Linked DNA regions of Muntiacus reevesi: region 1 is linked to region 2. Evidence: chromatin contacts called from public Hi-C data. All regions are on one chromosome and are shown on one strand. Each heading gives the region's core, a stretch centred on a gene start, on an enhancer-like site or on the middle of the called end of the contact. The rest is flanking DNA. Distances are from core to core; before and after follow the strand shown.

Region 1 (2,739 bases), core at 47-2,546, 190 kb after region 2:
CCCTCTAAACTAGAGCCACACTGGCCTTCTTTCTGTTCTCCCAAAATGTCAAGCTGTCCCACCTCAGGACGTTTGCTCTGCGTCTTGTCTGCCCAGAACAGTCATCTCTTTCCAAGTTCCATGGCTGACTGACCTCACTCTTCCATTAAATGTAATAAAGTTCTTACATAACAACCCTCCCTATCTAACTTCAACCTCCAATTATTCTCTATACCCACATCTTGTCTATTTCATTCCTTGTCGTGATTTGTTATTATTTTATTGGCTTGTTTACCTGTTCGTCTTCTCCCTCTTCCTCCTCAATTAGACTGGCAGCTTTATGAAGGCGACTATCATATCTATTTGCTTTAAGATTATATCCCAGTGCCAGGTATTCAAAAGGTCCTCCCTAAACAAATATCAATGCTTATGCTTGTCAAATGAAAGAACCAACATTCTCAATGAGCATTTCCTGGCAGTTCAGTGGTTAGGACTCTCGCTCCACTACAGGGGACAGGGGTTCCATCCCTGGTCAGGGAACCAAGATCTCACAGCCTGTGGGCCACAGCCAAAAAAAAAGGTAAAAAAAAACAAACAAAAAACAAAAACAAAAACAAAATTCCCAAGGGATCACAAGATGCCTGCTCAGTCAGGAAGAAAGGTGTACTGTGAATGTTTCAAAGAATAGCAGTGAAACCTGATGCCTTCCAATACCTTTGCCCTGCAAAGTGCTAAATGCTGGCATTTCGTTCTCATTCCTAGAGGTCACAACTACCGAGCCATTGCCCCAAGCGACACAACACCACCTCTCCTCAATCCTATGTGGTGGAGGTGGTTTAGTCGCTAAGTCGTGTCCGACTCTTGCGATTCCATGGACAGAAGAGCCTGGTAGGCTACAGTCCACGGGATACTCCAGGCAAGAATACTGGCGTGGATTGCCATTTCCTTCTCCAGGGGATCTTCCCAACCCAGGAATGGAACCCGAGTCTCCTGCATCGTAGGCAGATTCTTTACCAACTGAGCTACAAGGGAAACCTATGGCGAGGTACCAAGATTTCTCGTCCACCGCCGAGGCGTTCCCTCGTTGGTTTGCGCCCCATGGCCTTCAGGAGGGCGGACATCCCCCAAAAGCCACGACTGGCCCAAGTCGACGTCGCTCTGCTGCGAGCTGCTAAAGTCAGTCAAGTCAAACTGATCTCGCGGGGAGCACGGTTCCTGTCGGAACCTGTGATTGGCTGCGACTAAGGGCCGGGCCGCGGGCGCGCCTCCTCGTGAAGCGTGGGTTGGTTGGAGCTGCCGTCAGTCAGCGGGAACGGACTTCCCCTCTCTATCTGGCCCACTGCGGGCGAAAAATTCTCAAGAATTTCCAGCAGATTGAGCCAGTGGCTGTTCTAACTGCTTCCTCAGAGATTGAAAACATCGGAGAAGGCAGTCTTATTTACAGAAAACCCCTCTCCCGCCCTCCATTAGCTAATTGAACATTTTCCAGGGATATTGCCATCACGAGGTAAGAGCTTGGAGAGTGCATTTCATTTATCTGTTAACCGTTTATAATATTATTTACAGGAGAGGGCACGTCCCATTGCTCCCCACCCGCGGAATGGAGAGTAAACGGGTTCCCCAGGGAGAGGAGGGGAAATGTCGGTTTAATTTCTCCAGCCTCTTCAGTGCATGCCCAGCGGTCAGTGTCTGGGTTCGCTGTGCGCAGCTTTCTTCCGTTTCGAGGTCTGGAGCAGCTTGTCGGGGCGGGGCCCACCTCGGCTGAGCCACCCGCTGCTGGCATTTTCTGCGGAGATTTTACGTTCTGCCTAAACTCGGCCGGAAGGCTGGAGGCTCCTGCCCGCGAGTGTGCTCGACCGGGATGGCAGGAGGGAATGGAACTTGGAAGGAACGATCGCTGGCGTGCTGCAAGTCCATAGGGTCGCAAAGAGTCAGACACGACTGAGCGACTGAACTGAACTGATGGACGAGAGGAAGGGGTTCGCAGCCCGCGCTTCCCTTCAGCGAAGCCTCGAGTCGCCCACCCTCAACCTGCGGGCGGGAGGATGCTGCGAGTGTCAGCGCCTCCTAGCCGCTGCAGCGGCGGTCGGGCTGAGGGAGACGTGGCGACACCCGGAATCTGTACGCAGCGAGGGTGGTTGAGAGGCGGAGACACGGCGGCGGAAAGTGCTGGAGGGAACCCAGCCATCTGCACTGCCCGCGGACTGCGCCGGCGGGAGGGTGTGCTTCTTGCCGTGTTTCGCCCTGGTCATTCATCAGTCACGGCCAGTCAGCCAACTGGCTGGACCCGAACTGTCCAAGGGTGAGCTTTTCGGGGGATCGGAGCAGAGAACGATGCAGAGCCCTGGTTGCTGTCGATCTGAGGACGTGGGTTTTGCTTTGCCAAAAGAGCACTGTAATCTCAAGGCCTTCTGGCGCTTGATGTCTTTTTTAGCAGCCGCTGTCTGTAGATTTCACGGGAGGTGACAAAGACGAGACTCCGGGTGGCAATAGACAGGGAACTTGGGTCTCTAAAGCTCCGCTTGCCTTTCCGAGCTTCAGACTGGAAATGTGCAGCAAGGCCCCTTCAGTCTTTTGCACCCTCTTCGCCTGTATGGAGGAAAGAATGAGGTTGTGGGCGGTTTCAGAATGAGTAACTAAGGTGACAGATTATAATGGTCTTGAAAGATAACAGTGGTGTCTTAGCCTAGGAGAAAAAACACTCCACTGTATAATAAAATATATCAGTTATAATTTTTCAAGATTTTTTTTTTCTTGCAA
Region 2 (2,788 bases), core at 153-2,652:
TCTAGTCAAGAAGAGTGCAGTGGGTTACCATTTCCTCCTCCAGGCCATGTTCCCCACCGAGGGCTCGAACCCGGGTGTCCTGTCTCGCCTACGTTGCTGGCAAATTTCCAGGCAGCACCCAGGGCGGAGTGAATCCGAAGGCCTGGAGGCGGGGTCTGAGCCATTATGTATTTTCTTAAGAGGACCGCAAGTGTTTCTCACGTAGAGCCAAGTTTATGAACTATTGGAAACCCAAAGCATTCAGATTTTTAAGCCAAGATGATGAAAAATGTAGTAGCTTCCAGATTCTTGGGGAAATGCCGTATACGATCTTAAGCATGTAAACTACGTGTGCTGCCCTTTGGCTTTTAGTTCTCAACTAGCTGGTTTTTGGGGGGTTTTTTTTTAGACCTTCTTAACCTTTAACCCAGCCTTGAGGATTAACAGCCCTAGTGTCTCAGGCTACTAAAACTGAACATTCACAACACTAGTAAACACCGAAATGTTATCAGTAGCAGTCTTTGGGTGGTAGATTGCTAGTAATCTTTATTTTCATCTTTTTCATTTCTTTTTCTGAATATTTTTCATAATGAACATATTGCTCATTCAGTTTTCTTAAACCTTGAAATTACCACTTGATCTGCTTTTTGGCTAATTGTGTAAATAGCACACTTGCAGACCTAACATTCAGAAGTTTCCTCATTTTTGCCTTCTCTTTCTCAGACTTGTGTATTTTGATTTTTCAGTGGTTTCCCTTTTAATGGGTCAATAAGGCTGCTCTATTAAGCATGTATTCTAAAACGAAGAAGTTGAAATTTCCTCTAGTGTCTGTTCCAGTAGTAAATTAATGGGGCTTGTTTGGGGTTGAAAAGAATAATGAAGGGATATTTGGATGAAAAGGGCAAGATCTTTTCTGACTGGTATTTTAGAAGATTAAGGCATAGCTTGAGGATAAAGTGAAAAAAGAAAATGAGAGAAACTGACTAAAATGGGAACAATTAAGAGACTTATTTTTCTAAGAGAAATAGTTCGATTGGCTATTACTGCTTTTAAAATGAAAAGCAGTCTAATTCTGCTTTTCTTGGATTAACTCCATGTAGAATTAGATAAATGTTACTGTTTACTGAACATCAAGCTCTTCCAAGCATTTTGTTTTCCATGATTCATTTTGGTTTTTTTTCCCCCTCAGATATGAAGCATCGACAAATGAATTGATTAATGAAGAGTTAGGCATAGCCTATCCAATTATTGATGGGATTCCTAATATGATACCACAGGCAGCTAGGATGACACATCAAAATAAGAAGCAAGAAGAAGTGGAGCAGCACTAGATCATATTTAAAACAACACACACAACTAAACATTCTAAATACCACCTACCTTGTAAAAAGTCAGAGTGGCGGGTAATAAGTGGAGGAGAAGGATGTTTCTGTCTCTCCCTACGTTGACTGTCCTGATCCCGCTGGTGTCTTTAGCAGGACTGTTTTACTCAGCCTCTGTGGAAGAGGACTTCCCTCAGGGCTGCACTAGCACCACCAGTCTGTGCTTTTACAGTCTGCTCTTGCCGATCACCATACCTGTTTACGTGTTCTTCCACCTTTGGACTTGGATGGGTATTAAACTCTTCAGGCATAATTAACGCAGAAAGAGCCAAGATGGTATATCCTAATGATATGCTTGAGTGCCTGTCTCTGAAAGCACGTCTACATGGAAATACTGGAAACCGGCTTAATTTGTAGGAAAGATGCTTTGCCTAGGTTTCTGTCAGGGGTCTAGGTCTATGGAAGGCTTAAGCTGCAGAGGCATCTTTACTGTACTTTGGTTCTGCCCTTGTTTTTTGAAGGTTCTCATTTATTCCTGGGGTATCAGAAGGAACATTTCAGCAAAGTGTCTTGTTGGAAATTAACAGCCCCAACCATCATTTGATGGCTTACCCATTCATAATTAAAAGTTACTATTTTGAAATTTTATGTTTAGATTCAAAGTCTTTGGTAATGTCACATGTTAATGATGACTAATTCCAAAGGAGCTATGGTGGAGTAACTATAGAGAAATGCATTTGAACTAATGTGATATAAAACTATAATAAAATGGAAACTTCATGGACTTGCCAAAATTCTGAGTTTTTAAAATCACCATCATTTCTTTGGCATCAAATGCTTACATTAATTTTAATAAAATAATAAAAAGAAATTGACACTTGCCATAAAGCAATTTGCAGTTTTGTGTTTTCTCCCCCTCCTTTGGTCACAAGAGTGTGATTCTAAGAAAGGGGAAATGTAAAATATTCTGAATTTCAAACTGTAGGCTATGTTTAGAGAGACACTTAACTACCCAAAGTAGAAAAATTACCCAGGAAAGTATGTGCTTCTGGGAGTAGAGGTGGGGTTGAAAGGCTTGAAAATAGCTGATTGTGTCCCAGAGTTTAGTGTTATGCCTCACATTTCAGTTCATTTTCCTGCCATGGACCTATTTAGCAATACTAAGAGCATGAGCATTTGACATATTAATAGTTCCTGACTTTCCAGAACTTTCAACAAGACTGATTAGTAACTGTTTCAGAGGTGCAACGTGTTTCAGTAGTTACCCCAAAGAAACCTAAGAACTGAATATAACTAATTGATTCTTAATAGAATCTTAAAGCAGTTTAACAGAAACTTTAGATAGTGATTCTTCTCCTTCAAAAGAAAATTAAAATTAGATGTGTTTTCCATTGCATAAGTTCAATGTATATACTCTAGTACAAGTCTTGTTTTAAAAATTACTCTCATGGCAATATACAAATAACACAGAAGACTGAATGAGGGAC

What was found. A called contact is a pair of places that touch in the nucleus more often than the background predicts.
Region 1: a contact with region 2 is called in a Hi-C map of blood, with 2.3 times the contacts expected there. The contact joins the promoter of PPM1K here to the promoter of PIGY in region 2. A contact is called at or near these places in 2 of 3 Hi-C or Micro-C datasets (blood and muscle).

What each region holds. Positions count from the first base shown.
Region 1 is chr16:34,762,218-34,764,956 of mMunRee1.1, forward strand. PPM1K (protein phosphatase, Mg2+/Mn2+ dependent 1K) reads left to right here and starts at 1,297. Exons shown (of 8, transcript XR_010659393.1): 1 at 1,297-1,486.
Region 2 is chr16:34,573,311-34,576,098 of mMunRee1.1, forward strand. PIGY (phosphatidylinositol glycan anchor biosynthesis class Y) reads left to right here and starts at 1,403. Exons shown (of 1, transcript XM_065907565.1): 1 at 1,403-2,189. The coding sequence starts at 1,403. The coding sequence ends at 1,618. It overlaps PYURF (PIGY upstream open reading frame), which reads left to right. Exons shown (of 2, transcript XM_065907564.1): 2 at 1,169-1,310. The coding sequence ends at 1,310.